Regions from separate parts of the Mus musculus genome. Here region 1 is linked to region 2. Evidence: chromatin contacts called from public Hi-C data. All regions are on one chromosome and are shown on one strand. The core of a region is the stretch at or near the end of the contact, and the rest is flanking DNA. Distances in the headings are between cores, read along the strand shown. Region 1 has its middle 24 kb from the start of Mrm1. Region 2 overlaps Acaca (acetyl-Coenzyme A carboxylase alpha).

Region 1 (4,936 bases), core at 357-2,856, 470 kb after region 2:
TACATCCAAAGACGTCCCAGGCCCACCTCCCAAAGGTTTCACCACTTCCTGATAGTGCCAGTCTGAGGGCCAAGGCCTTAACACATGGGCCTCTGTAAGACATTTGAGGTCTAGACTACAGCAGTCCCCAGGGGCTCCCCTGCCTCCGTTTTCTTAATTGTACCAGACATGGTCTTCTGGAAAGAGGGCCTTGGCAGGGCTGCCTTCTGCTTCCTTCCCAAGTTGTTGCTGGGGTTCAGGTTTTCTCTCTGGGTCCACTGAGCCCTGACAGTTACAGAGAGACCTACAAGGGTGAAGGGCAGACACTGTGTGGCCAGACATGGCTGCAAACCCTTCATTTCTGTCCTCCCTTGCTGCTCAGATGAAACATTCTGACCAAAAGCCACTTGGGGAGGGAGGGGTTTGTTTGGTTTACACACCAGGTCAGGAACGCAGGGCAGGAACCTGAAGGCAGGAACTGAAGCAGAGGCCATGGAGGAACACTGCTTACTGGCTTGCTCATCTTGCTTTCTTCTACAACCCAGGACTATCTGCCAGGGTTGACACCACACATGGGCTGGGACCTCCCCCATCAATCATTAACCCTCCAAGAAAATGTCCCCAAAGACTTGCCTGTGGGCAATTCTTTATGTGAATTATAGTCACTTTTCAGGTGACTATAGTTTGTGCTGAGTTGACAAAAAAAAAAAAAGCCAGCACAATTTCCAAGGAGGGAAATGCTAAATTCTAATGCAAGATACTCAGGAGGTTGGACCCCACAGTGTGAGCAGGCTTTGGAGATTGCTGAGAGCCATGGAAGCTTCCACACCCTCCATCCCCAACCCCCCACTCCATCAGTTACACAGTTACATCAGTTACAACAGTGTTTTGGGGGACCTGCAGGCAGGAAGGGATGCAAAATAGAGAACAGGGTCACAGGCTCCTGAGGGTGGCTTTGTGTGAATAATCCTATTTAAGTCTCCTCCAAACTCTGAAGCCGACTGTTAAGATCCCCAAACACCAAAGACAAAAAAAAAAAAAAACACATGTCTCAGTGGATCACCCAAGGACACATGGCTAAGACAGCTAAATAGGACAAAACCTCCCAGACCTCTGAGGCCCATGTCTGTGTCTTGCCCCTGGAGCAAGGTTGGACCTTCCCCTCATTCCCTCAGACTTCCTCAGGCACACACAGCCCAAGTCTCTCAGGACAAGACCAACAAGACACCCTGGGTTCACAGCAATCAGGAAGAGGATAGCGTCTCCACACCAGATAAGCTGCTTAGCCTAGCTCCACAAATGTAGACCCTCTTCGTTCCCCCCACCCACCCTCTTCTCGCTCCTTCCCTTTCTCCTCCATCCTTTTCCCTCTCCCCTCCTCTCCCGCTGATTTCTGTGTCCTTCCCACTGCTGCTGTTTAAGACCTAAAAACACTGGGCTTCACAAGTCGTGGATCAGTGATGCCCAGCCCCCGGTCCCGAGCTTGGCATCTATGTCCAGGTACCCTTGGCGTAGTTCTAGCCCTGGGTTTCAGGCCCAGTGAGACCGCCTTCCTCCTAAGCTGTGCCCACCCTGCCCACTGACCGCGGCGCATCTGAGCATTGACCAGTATCAGAGCGCCACCTAGTGCACCTGGCAGGCAGCTCCAGCTCAGAACCCAGCCTGCACATTGTCTCCGTGAGTGGGATGCTACTCAGGGCGGAAGGGCGGAAGAGGAAGGACTACTAGCCTGGGACACATCTTTACAAAGGACCCTAATGTAGACCTCTCGCATGACATTAAGATGATAGTGCTCCTTCAGTCACGGAGCCCCCAAGATGCAGTGAGCAACCCTTTCCATTGAAAAGCTTTGTTCTGGAGTGGGTGAAACGACTCAGTGTGGAAAGGCACTTGTCACCAAGCCTGGTGACCTGAGTCTCGTTCCTGGAACTGAGATGGTGAAAGAAGAGAACCGACTTGCAGGAGTTGACCTCTGACCTCCACACATAAATAAATAAATAAATAAATAAATAAATAAATAAATAAAGGCAATTAGTGTGTTGTGTATGTGTCCCACCCTCCCATACACACAAATAAATAAATGTACTTTTTTTTAAAAAAATAAATCAATTTCTTTTCCCCATTTTCTCAGTCACAATGTATCCCTAACAAAAGCCCCAACTTTACCACTGACTAAGGCTTAAGATGAATTTTCTGATCTCTGACCAACAGTGTGTTGTTTTGTTTATTGGTAGAAAAATAAATTTCCAAGTGGCCCAAATTTTGACAACCCCCTTTGGCAAGCCTTTATCTTAACAAGAGACTCAAATAACGAACATGGGTGTTGTTTCTCAGTCATTCTGACAATGTCTACTGAGCGATGAGACCAGACAGTAAGGCCAAGCAGATCTGAGTTTGAAGCCTGACTCCATGTCCAGGGTGTGACTTTGACAAACTCACTCAGTGCTTGTGAGCCTCATGGTTCTCATCTGTAAAATGGGGCTGTAATGAGAGTCTTGGAAGATAAGGGATGTGATGTTGTGTACTCCACCACTGAGCTGGGGAACATGTCAGCCACTGGTCAGAACACCAGTAATTGCCATTCTGATCCTTCTTTGTCCCTACGGGCCTCCTTGCCCAGTCACCGCACCCTCCCCCTTACATGGGTGGCCACCACTGTCTAGCTGTCAGAGTTCCTGTTGCAGTAGGTTCTCCATCTCTATCTTCTGCAGGTATTTAATTCCCTCACCCCACCCCTGACCTCTGTAGCTCCACTTTTCCTCTCTGGAAACCCTGACCAGCACTGAGCCCACAGCAGGATTTGTTTTTCTTAGGACAGCCGATACAGAGGACCCAGGTTTCAAGTTCCATCAAGGTACCTTTTCACTTGGCTTGGAGTGCTGTGTGCCTGTAATCTCAGCATTGGGGAAGCCACGGAAAGAGAATCTCAAGTTTGAGGCCATCCCAAGCCTCACAGCAAGACCCTGTCTCTAAAGGAAAAAAGCCATAGCTGTAAACATAGTTCAGTTGGTAGATGGCTGGCCTAGTGCACGTAACATCCTGGGCTCTATCCCCAGCGCCACATAAAACAGACGCCCTGCAGATTGGGCTTCCAGGTTCCTGGGCCTAGCACATCTTTACTAGTCATGATGGTATTTCCTGTTATCCAGCTCTCCAAAGGCAGACGTGGGAAGGTCAGAAGTTCAAGGCCATCCTCGGCTATGTGACATGTTCAAAGCTAGCCTCAGCTACATAAGACCCTGTCTCAAGGGGGAGAGATAAAGCTGTAAGGACATATAATTCCACATTTAACGTAGTCCACATGATGTGTCCTATTTATTGTTTGGGGCTGGGGACATAGCTCAGTTAATAGAGTGTTTACTTAGCCATATGGAAAGTTTGGGGCTATCCTGGGCTATATGAAACCCTGTCTCAAAAAGGGGGAGGCACCGGTAAGATGATTGAGCAGGTGGCAGAGTTTGCCACTAAAGCCCAGTGACCTGAGTTGCATCTCCAGGACCCACATCATGGAAGAGACAACTGACTCCCAAAAGTAGTTCCTTCCACATGCACATCATAGCATGTTGTCATGTACATACACACAAAAATTCTGTGTGTATGTGTGTGTGTGTGTGTGTGTGTGTGTAGCCTCTGCATTTTGTCTGTTGTCATCTTAGTCTTCTCATTTGGGAAACAGTATTGAAATCCCAACTCACACAGTTGGCACGAGGAATAGAGAGAGTCCTCTTGCAGGAGCGTTTGCAAAGAACATGGCAGCTTTTGAGGGAGGCCTGGCTGGTGTTGTGCAGCGCACCTGAGGCACACAGGATGGAAGGTAGCATCTCACCTTGGCAGCTTCCACACAGATGTTGGCTAGGAGGCAAAGGTAAGACAGGCGCTGCTGAAAATTAAAGCCCAGGCAGGATCCCGGTCCACATCCCACAAAAGGATGCAGGATGCACCCCCCCCCCCCCCCCGCTGGAGGTAAGAAGGCAGAAGGAGCTGCTTTTGCCCCAGGTGGGGATGGGAAGCGGGCCAAGCAGGGTAGGGGGTGGTGGTGAAGGACGAACAGCCTCTTTATTAACATAATTATTTTATTTGCAGAAAAGTAATCATCCTAAGTGAGGTCAATGTGACTGGCACAGGACCGGCCCTGCAGGCGGCCGGTCCTTGTTACCATGGCAACGGGGCCGGACCACTTCAGCAGCTGTGAAGGTTTGAAACTCCGGAGGAAGGAGACCCCCAGATCCTTCAGATCCCAAGAGAAGGCTAGAGGAGACATTGAGAGTTCAGAACCCTCTCCTAGCCTTCAAGACGTAGAACAAGAGTCCGGGGTGTGTGTGTGTGTGTGTGTGTGTGTGTGTGTGTGTGTGTGTGTAGGGGGATGGTCTAACCCCAAGTCACCGGGGTTCTGGAGGAGAGGGGTCTCAGTAGCTTTCATCTCATTCCATCCCACGGAGCCCTGGGAGGAAGGGGTTACGCACCTGCTTACAGAAAGCTGCCGCTCAGAGGGGCCAGGGACCCTGCCACATAGGCAGGGTACCAGAAGGTTGGGGAAATGGAGTCTGAGGCCCGAGGCATCATTTTCAGTTGCCTTCAGTGTAGCAATGACAAGGATTAGATCAGGATCTTGAATGACTAGAAAGGCTGTGATGGAAGAATAGACACATGGAAGTCAGAAAGATCTAGATTCAAATTTCAGCTCTCTGCCTTCAGGCCACGTCTCCTTCAGCAATTTGTGCGGAGTCTCTCTTTAACCATTCCTCTCTGCATATCTGACATACCGTCAGCCAGCCTCTGCGAGGTGCGGCTTTGACTAAGACATTTCCCCATCCGGAAGGTGGGCCTGTCCTGGGGACACCTCAATATGACCGAACCATCAAAAACTCCTTCTGTCATTTCCACGCACATCTCACAGAGGATCTGCTCTGGGAAAATACGCCTTGTCGCCAAATCCTCTAGCTTTGAAATCTAATAG
Region 2 (5,288 bases), core at 1,658-4,157:
TTAGTCAATGCTATCAGTATTACCACATTTGAATCTTAATGTAATATTTTTTTGTGGTCTTGTTTAGTAGTCTGAGGTTCCTATAGTATTCAGAACAAGTTACCTTTATGTAACCATTTATTTATACCATTATATCTCAAAACACACCTGCCTTCACTCAACACCTCTGTTTTATGTCATCATTAACCTGGCAGCTACGTGTGTTTCTAACTCCCAGTGTCAGTGCTGTGTCCCTTTAATTGACAAGGGACACAGTTAGGACAGTAGGACAGTGAGCTGTGAGTAATTTCGGCTTTTGACATTTAAGACAAGAAAGCACAGAGCTGAAGTAGTTCCTGCTTCTAAACAAGTTGTTTTATTTACATAAAGCATAGAACATGGGAATCTCGAATGCTTTTATAAATGCAGAGGTATGCATTTATTCTCAAATTTGAGGATTAATTGATCTGTATTTATAGTCGTACCCATCTTAACTAATTTCCATGTGTGGCCCTATCACTATGAAAAGTACTGACGGGATCTTCCCTTGACCTGCAGTAGAAGCCTGGTCCTGGCTTCCCTGGGCTTGCTTGTACTAGCAGAATATCCTGCCTGCTTTTTAACAGCAATCTTCTGTTGTCAGGTTTCACTAGGATCCCCACCTTCCAGCACTTGGGTACACATACTTCTAAAATGAAATATTCTTTATTTGGTTTTATTTCTTTTGTTTTGTTTTGCTTGCTTTTTAAGACTCACTGTAGCCTTGGCTGGCCTAGAACTGGCTATGTAGTATGTAGACCAAGCTGGTCTAGAACTCTCAGAGATGAGCTTGCTTCAACCTCTCGAGTACTGAGGCAGAGATTAAAGACATGAGGCACCACACCTGGCTGATGCGGTTTGAGATTTTATTTTACTCTCCCTGCGATTGTGTTAGGGTTTTGTATGTGGTAGTGCTCCACTGCTTTTTCAGCTTCATTCAGGAGTTTGACTTTGTTAGATAAGTACCTGACTTTTGACCTACTAAAAATGCTCTAAAAATGGTTCCAAGTATATATTTGCTGAGAGTGAAGGTTGGAGCATTTAGTCCAAGGCTCACACTCTCCCTAGAGCTCTTGGAAAAGAAAGCAGAGTCAGAGTGACTGAGTGTGACAGTGATTTTTATTCCTGTTGAAATGTTAATTGTCACTGATAAGTCAAACTTCTTTCTTCCACTAGTCACTCATCAAACTCTGGGAGTCCATGTCCACCCAAGCATTTCTTCCTTCGCCTCCTTTGCCTTCCGACATCCTGACGTATACTGAACTGGTGTTGGATGATCAAGGCCAGCTGGTCCATATGAACAGACTTCCAGGAGGAAATGAGGCAAGTAGATAAACCCTTGTCCCCTTCCGGGTCTGCGTCCACTAGGACCAACCTGCTGTGAGAGCTGGCATTACACAGTAGGATCTAAGACTCAAGTGGGGATCAGGGCAGTGTTTCGGGTAGATTTCCTCAGAGAGAGAATGGACCAAATCAAAGAGATTACTGTGAAATTCTTAGATACGATAATGGTATTACAATTGTGCTTTTTAAAAAGGGGTATTTTCTGATGGGCTTACATACTTTAAAGAATACTAATGTTTTGGTTTTGCTTCAAAATAGAAGTGAAGGTAGGAATGTAAGTGGGACAAGATTGTGAGTGGATAATTGAAGATACATGAGAACAGATTATTTTTGTTACAAAAATTTGGAATTTTGAGATCTTTAGGTTGCTTTTTTTATACTTCAGTTATTAGGTTTGGTGATATTGTGAGCATGGTAAAGAAGTTCTTCCTAAATGGCTCAGTCAGAGCCAATGGTTTAAAAGAAAGAAGCACAAAGCCTGTTTGGTTGGTTGGTTGGTTTTTTTTTGTTTGTTTATTTTTGAGCTAAGATCTCATTCACTACATTTGCCTAGGTGGCCTGGCACTCACACATAGACCATGCTGGTTTTAAACTCTGCTTGCCTTCTGAGTGCTGGGACTAGAGACGTGTGCTACCACACCTGCCCGATTTTGATAGTTATTAAAAACTTAAAAGTTGGGTAGAAAGGGACAGGGAAAGATTCTGGAATGACTTGGGGAGAAAAATAATATCAAAATATATTTAAATTTTAAAAATAATAAATATATTAATAAAGTATTAGCTTTTGAAAATAAAATAACACATTTCTAGTCATGTGCTGTGTCACACACCAGCATTTGGAAACTGAGGTAGGAAAATTAGTTCAACGTTAACCTAGGCTATATGACTCCCTGTCTTAAAACAAACAGAAAGCATTTTCTAAGATTCATAACCCTCCTCATATAGTACCAAATAATAATGACACAAAGATCTATTCTTGTGTGTCCCTTCATCTCCATGTAGTAAGAGTCATAAGATTTTGATTATGCTTTTAAGGTACAATTGTAGCGATGACAAAAATTTTAACACACCTAAAAGTGCAGATTTTTTTTTTTAAAAATCACAGATTCAGATAATTCCTAGCTAAATTTATTTCTTAAAATAATCTTTATCTGGGTGTTGACTATAAGCAAGCTACCTGATCACTGGAGATACTATGTGAATTTTTTCCATTATGTTCAGTATCTTATTTTTTGGTTCTTTGGAAATAGGGTTTCTCTATGTAGCTCTGGCTGTCCTAGAGCTCACTTTGTAGAATACACTGGCCTTGAACTCTGTCTCTGCTATGATTAAAGGCATGTGCCACCAAGCCCAGCTTCTGTATCCTTTTCTAAAATATTCGTTTTCTGTATAAGGTTTATGGCTTTTTAGAATAGGCAGCAAGAGCAGGTGATTTAGTTCTAGGATGGAGACAAGCACTAGACCAGATGGAGAGGCTTAGAGTAGTAGAGATCTTCCAATCCGGTGCCTCAACAAATGGCAGGAAGATGGGGTGGAAGTGCAGCTGTTGCCGAGAGTAAATGCATATCATCGACACACAAAGCTGAAGCAGAGCTCTGTATCTACTGTATGGCTTCTGCTCACAAGCCCCTCAGCAGGAAAGAAAAGCTTCGTTGTGTTAGTCTGCAATTTTGATTCATTGAATAGCTATTGAGGAATAGAAAGTGCCCTTGTGAACATGAGGCTGAGAGTAAAACAGTTTTAACTAATGTAATTAAAACACTAAATGAGATTTTTTTTTTTTAAGCCACGTGAAATGCTAGCTGCAGTGCTGAGTGAAACCTCTTGCCATGATCTTTCTTCTCCTGCTTTCTCTCTGTTCTCATTCTGTGTTTGAGTGAATGGAGACTGGGGGAATAGTGAAGTCCCAGAGGGACAGAGCTCTGTTCTTGCTGAAATTACAAGCACAGAGCTGCCTGGGCATGAACATGTAGTGTTTACTCTGCCAGTATGAATACAAATAGTCTTATTATACGGAACTCTGTACCCAAAGACCACACACACACACACACACGAACAAAAAAAAAAAAATTAAAGATTTTTTTTAACCCCTTTAAGACCTAACAAACCTTAGGATAAAAGGAGCGGCTACTGCATAAAGGGAGTAGCAGTGTACACTGGCAACCATGGGTTTTCCTTCGCCCAGTAGTTTTGAAATCAGAATGCTAACAGCATTTGTGAAGCTAGCCATTGCTCTGTATCACCTTCTCATCATTCTGTCTTCCCTTTCTTAGTTACATGTTCTCTTTTTTTTCTCTTCTTCTTTTTCTTAGATGATTGACTAGGATTGAGCCTACATGTTAGCTTGCTGTTTCTGAGCCTGAGAATTCAGGAAGAGTGAGGCCGATGTTCTTTTGTGAACAGTCAATAACCAGGGTGGCTGGTGAGGTCAGTGACCTTAGCTAGATTGTGCGACATGGCAAGACAGGAATGAGGCTAAGGTATTAGAAGCAAGCTCTGCTGCCAGTAGCTTGGACATACAATGGAGTGTGTCCTTCGAGAGACCAGTCTAAGGATGGAGTTTCAGCATTTGACTCTGAAGGACAGCTAGCTGTAAGATGACGAGGATCACTAGGTGTCACTAGGATCTATCTCCTCCTGCTGAGCCCACTTTTATCAGGGAACGTTGACTTTCCACTACTGCAGTTTAATTTTCTTTGGCCAAAGAGACAAGTTTGTCATGAGCCTAGCACTCTACATATTACCTGAAAAATGATAGGAGAGAACAAAGAGAGCTCCTTCTGGTGGGATGTGGAGCAAACCTGTCCTTTGCCAAAGAGAATGGGCATCAGAACAAAGCCACGAGGAACAGTTTTATTTAAAAAGGAATAAAAACAAAATGACCTGTTAATGTTGTGAAAGCCAAGGCTCAATGTAAATGCATTGATGCTACGTCACATTAAATCATACTGTAATAGAGTGACGGCTCTACCAGGTCATCATTGTGGGAGATAGTGAATTACCTTGAAGTATTGGAGTGTCTGTGTTTAAAAGCCAGCACATGGATTCCTGAATAGTTTTTCCGTGAATTGAGATGCTCCTCCCCACAGCCAGAGGCAGAAAGCATGCACTTAGTAGACCATTGTTACCTTGTTGGTCAGCCTGTCTTCCCCTCTTTCTTCCTAGGATGGTAAATAGGTAAAAGGTGATAGGACCAGAACTTGGACCAATTCAGTTCCATTTAGTTTTAGGTAACCTGTTTGCTGCTTGAGGAAGATATTGGCTATTTCAGCAGAGATGTGACCTGAGTTCTGAACACTTGTACCTGTGCTAAGAGCACAAGAAATAGCTTTTCTGGCTGTGTTAGCTTACTCCTTCCTGTTTTCCTGCTGTGCCTTCCCCCATCAGGAAAGATGTAACTAAAGAAGTACCACCTAATTCCTGATGAGAAGTACAGACTTTCTTCTTATTGTGAGATTTGAAAGGCATTGCATTTAATATGAATTTAGAGTGGGAATATGAATGACGTGGACCAAATCTGTGAACTACATTACTTGCAAATAGCTCTAAAGATGAGTTGCCTGGATTTTCTTAATAGTTTCAAGTAAAGATGAAAATTGAGGAAAATGTGATTGCAACAGAGACTAAACTGATTTTCTTTCTAGCTGCCCCAGTGCTGCAGTGATGAGCACTGTATGTAAATACACAGCTAGATGAATGTGCGCTGTGGAGCCACTGAGAGACGCAGCCATCCATCCAGCCTGCTTTACTACTTGTTCTGAGGAGTCAGTGTCATCCTTCTACCAGTTTGCTAACCTATTTTGATCACTTGGTGGAAGCTGTAATTGCAGGTGGGAACATTTTGAGTAACACTTCCCAACGCAGCATAGCTGCTTTCTGCACTAAACCTAGTTATTAAAAAGCTCAGGCTAAGATCAAGCCAGCAG

What was found. Hi-C and Micro-C count contacts between places; a contact is called where the count stands out from the background.
Region 1: a contact with region 2 is called in a Hi-C map of cortical neurons, with 2.4 times the contacts expected there. The contact joins two enhancer-like sites. A contact is called at or near these places in 2 of 15 datasets of contacts at CTCF or cohesin (the NIH/3T3 cell line and large pre-B cells), 3 of 484 Hi-C or Micro-C datasets (bone marrow-derived macrophages, cerebellum and cortical neurons) and 3 of 115 datasets of contacts at active chromatin or transcription factors (differentiating embryonic stem cells, embryonic basal ganglia and embryonic forebrain).

Annotation. Positions count from the first base shown.
Region 1 is chr11:84,793,080-84,798,015 of GRCm38.p6, forward strand. No RefSeq gene overlaps it. Among named protein-coding and RNA genes, the nearest start is that of Mrm1, 24 kb to the right of the region's middle. Within about 2 kb of position 1,607, at least 21 of the 459 cell types and tissues checked have an H3K27ac peak or open chromatin away from gene starts, as enhancers often do. A contact at or near this core is called in cortical neurons, where this site is marked.
Region 2 is chr11:84,321,289-84,326,576 of GRCm38.p6, forward strand. It overlaps Acaca (acetyl-Coenzyme A carboxylase alpha), which reads left to right. Exons shown (of 54, transcript NM_133360.2): 39 at 1,195-1,341. Among named protein-coding and RNA genes, the nearest start is that of Acaca, 130 kb to the left of the region's middle. Within about 2 kb of position 2,908, at least 26 of the 459 cell types and tissues checked have an H3K27ac peak or open chromatin away from gene starts, as enhancers often do. A contact at or near this core is called in cortical neurons, where this site is marked.